Linked DNA regions of Sus scrofa: region 2 is linked to region 1. Evidence: chromatin contacts called from public Hi-C data. All regions are on one chromosome and are shown on one strand. Each heading gives the region's core, a stretch centred on a gene start, on an enhancer-like site or on the middle of the called end of the contact. The rest is flanking DNA. Distances are from core to core; before and after follow the strand shown.

Region 1 (5,093 bases), core at 2,387-4,886:
TTCACGAAGGGAAGCAATGAAACTTACAAATCCGTGTTTGTCCGAAATGTTGTTGGTGAGTTTCAGTTTGTGGAAAGTGACAACCTTGGACATCCACTGTTCCCCGGTAGCAGGGCTGTCTGGGTGAATGTACATTCTCTTCGGCATTTCGGGGTCAGCCTTTCCTGCCACCATCCACCGAGAATTGTGAAATTTATACCGACAGTCATCAGCAGCTATAATGTCCATCAACAAAATGTATTTGGCTTTTTTATCCAGCCCAGAACACCTTACTTTAAATGGAGGAAACATTCGCCTACAAGGGAGAGGAAGAGACAAGAAAAAAAGAAAAAAAAAATCACTCAAAATCTTGGGTTTGATCCCCTATCCTAAAAGGTGTAAATCAAATTTAAAACTTTCTATTGCAATCAAGGAGCTTGTACCATTCACAGTAGGGCAACTGGGTCCAAAATAGTTTCCTTCCACAAGAGAAGGATGAAACACACTCAAATATCTCTATTTTAAATGTCCCAAGATTCAAAACAAGTGAATTGTGGCATTGGATATCTCCACATCATCTAATAATTTTTTATGATTTTTTTTGGTCTCTTGTATGACTTTATAGATTACCCTCCTTAGAGGGGAGTTCTTGCCTCTGCCTTTTCCTATGGGTGTCTAGTTCTAAACCGCTTGGGGTAGGATTTGAGTCAAGTTCAGTCAATCAAGGCTAGAGTTTTCCACCACCCATGGGTGAGAAAATGTTAACCGTATCAGGCAAAGAAATGTCAAGTTGCACCCCTCTCTGCTGTGGAACAGCAATCCCGCTGCTGGCGAAATGAAACTGTACTTGGGTGAGTTCTCAAAACGAATTCTGAAGGTTGGGGTAGACTCCCAGGCCTGATCGCCAGCCTGCCTAGCAGCCGCTAACCACATTTCCCCCACACACACACCCCCAACTGCTTGGGCCAGTCCAAAAGTGCCTGACTCTACCACCAAATTGCTTTTTTATTTCCCAGAAGCATTGGCATTCTGTACTTTTGACTTAAAAGGGAGCAGAGAGCGCGTCGCTGTGAAACAGACTGAATGTCTTCTGGGCTGGAGGATTTTATGCCAAACTTTGGCCTCTTACAGCTCAGAATGACACAGAAAGCTACAGGCATCAAGAGAGGGATTTTCTTGTTATTCCTTCAACTGCATGCCTTGATAGACTTCAATGTCTTTAAAAAAAAATCAGTAATTTTAAATGACAGGCAAGCTTTGGTCAGGCAAGGCCTTCTAAATGTTAGGTAAAATATGGTTGATAATATTCACACATAAACCAGCAGTCTGCGTCTCTCCACTGGCTTCCTGGGTCTGCAAACATAATCTTAATTATCCAAAATTGCCTGCTGAACTCTCTCTTGGATTACAGACACATGGAGCAGTGAGGACAAACCCCAAATACCCCTGTATTCCACTCTAACGCTGGCAGGGGTAGGCTCAGGCCCCCTCCAGACCCAGAAGCTAAGCTGGAGGGCAGAAAGGGCAAGGGCCGCTCCTGCCAGGCCTCCCACTACCACGCAAACCAAAAGGGCTGTTAAGTGTTTCTCTCAGAGACCCAAATGAAACAGACAAAAATACAACATCTACAAAGAAGGTTGTTCCAGAAAGGTTTGATCAGTGAACTTCCTGCAATGGGGTGCTTTTTTCTTCTTCCTGCAGAGATGTCTGTGCACCATAGAAAAAATTCTATCTATCCTGTAGGGATCCCAGGATGCAGACCCAGGGAGGGAAAACTGCCTGCTGGCTGCAGACGCCCAGGTAAGGTGAAATTTCCTGCCACAGGGGCAGGGCCGGGAAAACTCAGTACACAGTTCCGGGGGAACCAAGTTTTTCCCTAAGCAGAAATAACTGGCAAACCGACTCTTCTGGAAGGAGAGAGATAAAACCAGGAAAGAAACCTTCGGTAGCTTGGGGGAGGGGGCCCGATGCTGGCTTACCTTCCCGACTTGGTAATGACCATCTCAGTGCCCCGCTTGTGGAACTGATCCCAAAGTTCTTTGGCCTCGAGGTGCACCTTGGGGTCATCCTCCACTTCTTCTTCAGGCTCCATGGTCTTCAGAGGCCTCAGATGTGTCTGGGGCCCCAAGGAGGAGAAAGGGATGCCGGTCTCGGCCGCCCCCACCAATTGATCCATGATCGGCTTGGCCAGGGCGCCGGGCAGCGAGAGCGCCGCCGCGCCGTTGGGAGGCAGCGTCAGCGCGGGGAAGAAGGGCGGCTGGTGACCCAGCACCGCGCTCATGGCGAAGTCCGGCGCCCGGTGAGGTAGGAACGGATGGTAGGCCATGCTTGTCCCAGGAATGACCGGATCTCTCATGGAGAGGCTCATCCACTCCAGGCGGGGCGCTGGGCTCCAGCCGGGGACAAGTCCGCAGCTGCTGTTTTGTTTTGTTTTTGTTTAACAGCAGCACATAGTTTGGAAGAAAAAAAAAACGCGAAAAAAAAGGGGGAGAATCACAAATAAGGCACCTCAAGGGGGGTTCTTTTGGGGAAGGGAATGTCTCTTTTAAAGTGGGGAAAGCTAGAAATCAGGAGACATAGTCGCGTGGTGACTGTCCTTGTGTCTCGCGTTTTCAAAAAGCCGCTCCTGGAAGTCGGTTTCAGAGGCGAGGGAGCGAGCAGGCTCTGGACTTGCGCCGGAGCCCTGCCGCTTGGCTCGAAATAGACACTCCAGCCCTTGGTCCCAGCAGTCGCTCCCCAGCCCCCAGTTCTTTGTTGCAAATGCGAACAATTCTCCTAGGAGACTTTTTACCTCTTCTTCTCCTTCTTCTTCCCCCGCCCCCCTATCTCTGCCTCTCCCTTCGGCTCGCAGGAGGCGTCTGCAACTGCGCTAGACCAGCTTGACCAGCGAGCGAGAGTGGAAAGTCTCTCTTCTTTAAAAAAAAAAAAAAAAAAAAAAAAAAATCTGATTGAAGCCCTCTTCAGCCAGCGCTATCAAAACTTGAACTGCAAACTGGCTTCCGCTCGCCCTCCTCCTCCTTCCTCCGCTCCGAACCTCCGGAGGGTGTCTGGGTTTCAATCCGAATCTTGCTGTGCTCTTCTCCCGCGCCTGTCTTCCTTGTCCTAAAACGTGAGCGAATTCGCTTCCTAAATCTGCGTCCAGACGCGCAGGGCAGGGAGGATTTAGGGGGGGGAGGAGGAGAATGAAAAGAAGGGAGAGAGGGAGGGTGAGAGAAAAAGAGAGACCAAGTGGGAGAGGGAGCGCGAGGAGAGGGAGGGAGCGAGAGAAAGCCAGCGAGAGCTCCTCGCCACCCTCCTCTGCCTCTAGAATTCCCCGGGCGTCTGCTCGGCGGCTCTAGAAGGTCGGGCTCTGCCGTGGGCTGCGGGGAGCCGGAGGCCTCTTGATTGGCTCTTTGACGCTTTCGGACCAATTGTGTTGCTGCATAGGCGTGGTTTTCACAGGTCGAGTGCTGGGGGATAGAGCCGAGTTATAAAAAGAAGGTGTCGGAAACTGTAACGTCGCAGCGCCGCACCGGTACTACTGCCTGTCCTGTGAATATGTCAACATGATCAGAGGGAGGGCGGGGAGCCACTGGGGAGCGCCGCACAGAGTCGCCTCTAGGTGGCTTATCGAGAGATCGCCGCAACCCCAGAGCGAGCGAGCTCTGGCTCAGCCCACGTCTGAAATGCCTCAGTCATCCAGCCCTCATTCGAGGGAGGAGGCAGGGCCAGGGAGGACGGGGGAGGGAGGCGGGAGCGAGAGAGCCTGGCCAGGAAGGCGGAGAGCGCGCCGGGCTCCTGGCCGGGGCGCTCCCCTCTCGCGCGCTAGGCTCGCCTCTCGGGCCGCCCCAGCTGTTTCTCTCTCCCTCTCCCCCTGTTAACTCGGCCTCGGGCGAGCCGAGCGTAAGGCTGAAGCTCCCGCGAGCTGCCATCCAGCCGCCAGGCTCAACAAAAGCCGGCAGCCGCGGAGAGGCAAGCGCCGCCGAGTCTCCAGGCTTGCGCGCTCTCCAGCCCCACGTGGAGCCAAGCTCCGCCCGGCCGCCGCTAAAGGGCTCCCGAGCTCGGGTGACTCTCGGTGCCGGTCTCCCCGGCAGCAGGGCTCGCGGGCTCCCGAACACACGGGGTGCGGCCAGATCTTAGCCCACGCGAGTGAGGGCTCCCTCCCCACCGTGCCCCACCCAAGACTGTGCGCGGAGACCCAAACGCCCTCAACACATCTGTAGGCAAACACTGGCCAGCTTAATGGGACCCAGCCAGCCGCGAAAACCATGTACACGCAAACACGTACACAGCTTGCGCGGGACTGCGCCCAGCTCACTCTAGGAGATGGACTCCGGCTGTTTTGAAGTGCGTTTACCAGCCCTTTTAGATCTCGTCCTCCATTTGGATTCAGGCTCCCGGTATTCCACCTGAATATGTGTGTGAGTGTAGAGGGGAGATCCGAACAAAGTGAGCGCAGAGAGGGGCTAGATTCTGGGCCTGTCCCCGACCGGCCGCTGACCTCCCCCTCGGCGGCGGCCCGGCTCGGTGCAGAGGTGCTGGAAAGGGGTGGGCGAGTTGGTCGGGGGAGGTGCGCCAGCCCCGTATCTTCTCCAGGCATCACACTTATCTCTCGGTGCCTCAGTTCTTTCTCCACCCTGGGGACTTATCTCGCCAGAAGTCGGGGGCTGAATTTGTAAAACAAACCGTGAAACGCCCCACCCCAGAGGCGAGGTGACTGGTTCCAGTTCAGGTAGGGTGGTGGGGGGGGAACCTCAGCAAGGGTGAAGGGGAGGGAGGCAACTGGATTTTACCTATCAGACCCGTCGTGGAATTGGTAACTGTTACCTCAGGTCCCTGACCAGGTCAGAGGATTCCCCAAACCAACATTTCTCACTTCTGGGAGGCAAAGACTTGGGCCGCCCCTGCTTAGATGGAGGGAAGTCTTGGAGACAGTACTCTTACCCCTCCTGAGTAGGGAGCTTCCCCGAATGGAAAGGGAAGGAAGAAAGGGCTGATTGCGGGGCCTAGGGGGTTAAGAAACCCCAGGCTTGGGATGCATGTGTGTCTCTGTGTGTGGAAAACCAGCGCATTCCTCTCTTACATTTTGCCTGGTGTAGCCCCTAAGCCCCCAGCTCCCATACTCCGAAGTGGGA
Region 2 (5,319 bases), core at 2,347-4,846, 190 kb before region 1:
TGTTTATTAAATCTGGCAACAGAAATAGTTTTCTGCAGGAGGCAAAATGCCTGAAGTAACCCGCCTCTTGCAAAACCAAAAACATAGGAGGTGAAAGATTTGCAGACCCAGAGACCAGGTCTGAGAATTCACGTTCATCTTTTATCAGCTACAGGCCTTAAAATTAAAAGTCCTTTAATATTAAGAGTCCTCTCCCCCCCATCGCACACACCATAAGCAACTTGAGAAATAAAAAGTAGCCAAACAGAAAGGGACAAGAAAGCAAGCCGAGCAGCAGCTGGGAGGGAGGCGAGGTGCTGGGTGCCTGAGGCCAGCATTCAGCCTCTGGCCTGGGGTGCATTCTCCTTTTTTCTCTGCTCTCTAGCTACAGAGGGGGGTTTTGTTGAGCGGCCTCACCAAGGGGAGATTCTGCGAGCTTCAGCCAGGCCTGGCTCGGTGGAACTACAGGCCCAAACTCTAGGTTAGTGGCCACAGAGTGATTCCCAGGTAAATCCTGGGCTTCTGGTGTGGAACCGGCCACTGAAGTCCACGGGGGTCCAACACAACGCGTGCAATGGCCCGGGTTTATGGACATGTGAGGTTGGAACACTGGAAATAACAGTTGCAGCACGCTTCAACCCCGGAGGAGCTTGCCTTCTGCTCTGATCTCCTCTACGTTCACAAGTAAGGATTTCCTCTCTCCAAACCCGGAAAGACTGGGAAGGAGGCACAAGAAATGCCACCACCCCCCCCCCAGCATCTTAGCAGCTGCTACACCAAAAGGCTGGTTCCCACCCTGGTCTGCAGCGGCTGAAGACCCAGAAATGGGGTCCGAGGCCTCCTTCACCACGCCCTTGGGGTTCGGGGGAGGCGGCAACAGGAGCCCCGAAGCCTGCTCACAACAAAAGAAAGCGGGGCTGGCGTCCCCCACGTGCGCTCCCATTCACCGCCGGCCGAGGGGACAATCCCACCCCGAGCCGGGTCCCGAGAGCTCGGGGCTGGAGGGAGCCGAACGAGATGCGGTTTGACAGAACCAGGCCGCGCGTCCTGCAAACCTCCGCGCCGGCTCCCGCGGGCGCGGGCCGCCTCCTCGGCTCCCCGCGCCGGGCAGCCCCGGGCCGCGCAAAATCTCCGCGAGTCGAGCCTTGGAGAATCCCGGACAAGGCTGGAGTGCAGCCTTCCGCGCCTCCCCGGGCCGACTCGGCCAGCCGGCTCCCTCCCGAGCCTCCCGGGCCATCTACGGAACAGTTACCTCGCTCGGCGGCGAAGCTGGTGCATTCACCGCACGCCTTCTTGCTCCTAGCAGGGAAGCCGGCGGCGAGGCGGGGGCGCGGGCATGGTGGCTCCGGGGGTTTACTCGGGGGGCTGCTTCCCCAGACCGGCGGCTAGCGCTGCCTACAAAGGAGCACCCACCGGGGGAGCCTTGGTAGCGACTACCCACAGCCGCCACACACCTCCTCCGCTTTGCGCCCGCTCTCTCTCTAGACTTCAAGTTGTCAGGCGCCAGAAGGGCTCCGAAAAACGCAAAACAGCAGCCTCTGTGAGCACCCCCAGCAGTATGATCTCAGTGCCCAGCTTCTCCCTTGCACCCCAGGGAGGGAGAGAAGAGAGAGCCCTGAGAATGGTGGAAGTCCTTTCTGAGCGCAGCTTTCGGGGTTAGAGTTCCGGAATCCGAGGTAAGTCGGTCTCTCTCTCTCTCTCTCTCTCTCTCTCTCTCTCAGAAATACAAGCCAACTCAGCTGAGGTCAGTGACGCTGGGCTGCCTTGATGCTTACAAAGTACTGAAAATGCCTATCCAGCTAGCTCCCACTGCACATTCCCTGCCTCCCTCTCCCTCTCCCTCCCTCTCTCTCTCCCCCTCTCTCTCTCCCTCCCTCCTCCCAGTCCCTTCCCACTCCCTCCCCCAACCACCTTTTCCATTAGATTTCCCGAACACTCAAATCACCACAGGACTCTCAAACCCAGACCTCGAGATCACCCCCTCCTCTCCACCCCCTTCCCAACCTCCATCCATCTCTGCTTCTCGGAGCGAGGCTCGGTGGCTGCAAAAAATCCCGCACAAATCATAGCAAACCCCGGTCGGCTTCTGCCCGGGAAGTAATCACGGTGACACGGGCCGTGCAGAGAACGGAGCCTGAACGCACTAGGAGTGCACGCACACACGCCACCAGCAGCCTCCTCTGCAGCCTTGCCAGCGTTCTCCCTCCACCGCTGACCTCAAGACGGAGAGCTGCCTGACCCCGCCTGGCCCAGCCTGCTGCTGCTAGCTGCCCTGACATCACCCCCCCTCCCCACTCATCACCCTGACTCTCGGTGACTCCAGGGTGAAGGCAGGGTGAAGGTGCCTTGGGATGGGAGCCGAGATCAAAGATGCCAAGAAATCGCCCTGCGCTCCCACCCCCACCCTCCCAGGGCCACCAGACCTCCCTGGCTGGAGGTGTACACAAGGCAGTGCCCAGTATTATTAAAATAATCAAACAGTCAATGGGGGCTGGCTCAGGTTTTCATCTCCACTCCCTCCCTCCTCCTCTCTGAAATGTATTATTTTGAGGGTCGAGTTGAAGAGGTCAATAGAAGCGTAAACACAGTCAGTAGGTCTTAGCCTGAGCAGACCCAGTTTGGAAAACCAAGAATTAGTGCTTGGAACAAATGTCAGGGTTCCTGTTCTGTTTCTCACCCACGTCTCCTTCACCCGGTTCTTTTCTGGGGCTCTGCCTAGAGATTCAGGCCTGCAAGCCAAGGTCTGGGGAGAGGAACAGAAGGAAGAGAACTGCCCTGGAGATCTGAGGCCGCCTCGGTGTAATCCTCTCAGGCCCTTGGAACTAAAATCCCAAGGCAGGCCTGACACATCGCTGCAAAATTCTAGAGTGGATCGTCCAACCCTAAAAGTGGGACAACCAGGGAGAAAACCAGCTGGAGCATTTGCTGCAGTTCTCACTCCACCTTCCAGGTTTGCTTTCAAACAGCCTTTTGCCAAGACAGTTTATTTATTTGTGAAAACACCCTCACCCTTCCAAAATGTCAGCTCCGAGGACTTTGGGCTCGCTCAAGGGGCGACCCCCGGCCAAAGACAGAAAACAAACATGGCTTCAGGATGAGGCTGCATCTCGGGCAAAAGGAAGGGGAAATCCAGAAAGCGCTCTCCAATCCCTTTAAATTCTCAGAGATTTGCGGATAAAATAAATTCCCATAAATAATCTGCAGGCCCCTCTGGAGAGGGAGAATCTCTACTCCCCCAAGTAACTGCCTGGCCAGATTCGCTTAGCTCGTGAAGTGCAGATACTGCGGGCCACCAAGCGAACCAGGGATTTTGAAACCTCAAGGGGGAATCTCCTCTTGCCAGGTGACACTGGAAGGCAAAATGCAAGCAAGAGAGTGCATTATTTCACAGAGAAAAGTAGCAAGGGGCGGGGGAGGGGGGGATCCAGCAGGGCTGAGTTGAGACGGAAAGCGAGGAGGCAGTGGGCAGGCAAGTCCTAAGAGAATCCTTTACCCCTCATCCCCAGAATTCTCCAGGGCGACACTCACCTCCAAAAATCCCACCTCTTCTTTCCAGCGTGGAAGCCGGTGAGTGACGCCTGGCTAGTAAGGGGTTGTTCAGGTGAAGAGTTTAGAAAGGACCCCCCAAAAGAGACCCCCTCTTAGAGCAAGCCTTCTTCCAGCGTCTGTCAAGAGTAGTATGTACCTCCCAGCTCACAGTTGGTTTGTGGTCTTCGACAAATTAATATTACTGTTTATTACCAGGCATACCCCAATAAAATAAAGAGGCAACCAGGCGATACGGGCTATCTCACCAGCCGCTGCACCTATAGGACTTGGAGACGTCACGAGTCACGCAACCGAACCGCGAGCTGTCACGCTCAACTGGGGGGCAGCGGCGGGAGGTTGATTTCTCTCCGTCTTCGCCTATCACTCCGGGCTGGGTCTGCACAGCCACAAGTCCCAGACGCCTGGGCCCCGGGAATAAATAAAGAAATAAACAAATCTAACGCTCTCTGGGGAAATGGGGGTGGCGGACCTCAGCCACGAATAGAGCCAAGATCGATTTTCTTAGGGAGGGGGGAGGAGGGCTTTGGGCTAAGGGAGGTGGGAGCTCACCTCAACCCAGGGATTGGAAAGAAATCAAGTTGGGGTGGTGGGGCAGGGGAGCCGAGGTCTCTTGCAGGAGGTAAGAGTGTTATTATTAAAAAATATATTTTTTTTTCCCCAGGAGGAGCACTCAGCATACGTGAATTGAGGCGCCTCTCTAGCTGGTTAAGTTTGGGACGCGATAACTCAGTGTCCGCCAGCGGACTTGCATAGAAGTAATCACTGGGTTATCGCGGAGCGGGGGAAGAAACAGAGACTTTAGGGAGAAGGGAGAGCCCTGCGCAGTGTTTCTTGCAAAGAAAAAGTCCATTCTGCGAATCCTCCTCTAGCTAGATCGGGGATGCAACCCGTCCCAGCGTGGCCTGGCGGGGGCGGGGTGCGAGTGGGTGGTGAGGTGGGGATGAAGAAGGGTAATTTCTGCAGAGAAAAATCAGTACCAGGTCCTGCAGAGGGACGAGGCGCTCTATTTTGTTTTGCAATAACGATTATTCTTGTTACTGGTCTCATCTATGGGCATAACGTCTAAGCAGCCCCGCGGCGGATGCGCACAAGGTTTAGCGCGCAGCTGGAAACGCTCTAAGTACTGTTGCGAAACGTACTGCATAGACGCCCCCCGCGACGCCGAGAGGAGAGCTAGGCCTACTCTGCACCGAGCCTGCGAGCTCCCGACCTTCCGGAAGGGTAAGTTCCTCGCCAAGGGGTCCCGAGGGAGCCGGACAACGGAATCTGGACTTGCCCCCTGCTACGGGCTTCGACCCCGGGTTGCGCGCCTGCCCAGCCCCCAGGGCTTCCCGAAGCTTGGCCTAGCTCCTGGCCCAGTCCGTCTGGGGCTGGAGCGGCAACAGAAAGTGCAGGAACGCAATCGACCAAGCAGCCTCCGGAGCTAAGGTCAGGCCCGCGGGGATACCAGACAGTGGTTTCCAGCGCCGGACACGGGCGCCCGGGCCAGCCGGGCCGCGGACTCTGCAGCTTCCAGCAAGCAGAGCCCGCGTCCCTCCTCTCGGCCAGGCCTCAGTGACCTTCCCAAGCTTCCCTTTCGTTTCCCAAATCATTAATAAGTATCTTTTCCCCAGTCCAAGGCCCTTTGGGTACAGCGTTGGTTCCCACATGCCTAGGAGCGCAACCTGAAATCCTTCGCCCAAAACCTGGAGATGGGTTCCTATTTGACCTCTGGGCAGAGGTGGGCCTGAAACGGAGGCCCGGGCCCCGCCGAGACTGGAAGGGGAAAGCGAAACTCCGAGTGGGGCGAGC

The links. A called contact is a pair of places that touch in the nucleus more often than the background predicts.
Region 2: a contact with region 1 is called in a Hi-C map of epiblast stem cells, with 6 times the contacts expected there. The contact joins the promoter of TBX5 here to the promoter of TBX3 in region 1. A contact is called at or near these places in 2 of 47 Hi-C or Micro-C datasets (embryonic fibroblasts and epiblast stem cells).

The regions. Positions count from the first base shown.
Region 1 is chr14:37,581,247-37,586,339 of Sscrofa11.1, reverse strand. TBX3 (T-box transcription factor TBX3) reads right to left here and starts at 3,636. Exons shown (of 7, transcript XM_001927997.5): 1 at 1,959-3,636; 2 at 28-295. The coding sequence starts at 2,347.
Region 2 is chr14:37,770,482-37,775,800 of Sscrofa11.1, reverse strand. It overlaps TBX5 (T-box transcription factor TBX5), which reads right to left and starts at 3,596. Exons shown (of 9, transcript XM_013982915.2): 1 at 3,508-3,596. LOC106505937 (a long non-coding RNA gene) reads left to right here and starts at 1,368. Exons shown (of 3, transcript XR_002338464.1): 1 at 1,368-1,655; 2 at 2,699-2,929; 3 at 3,724-5,319.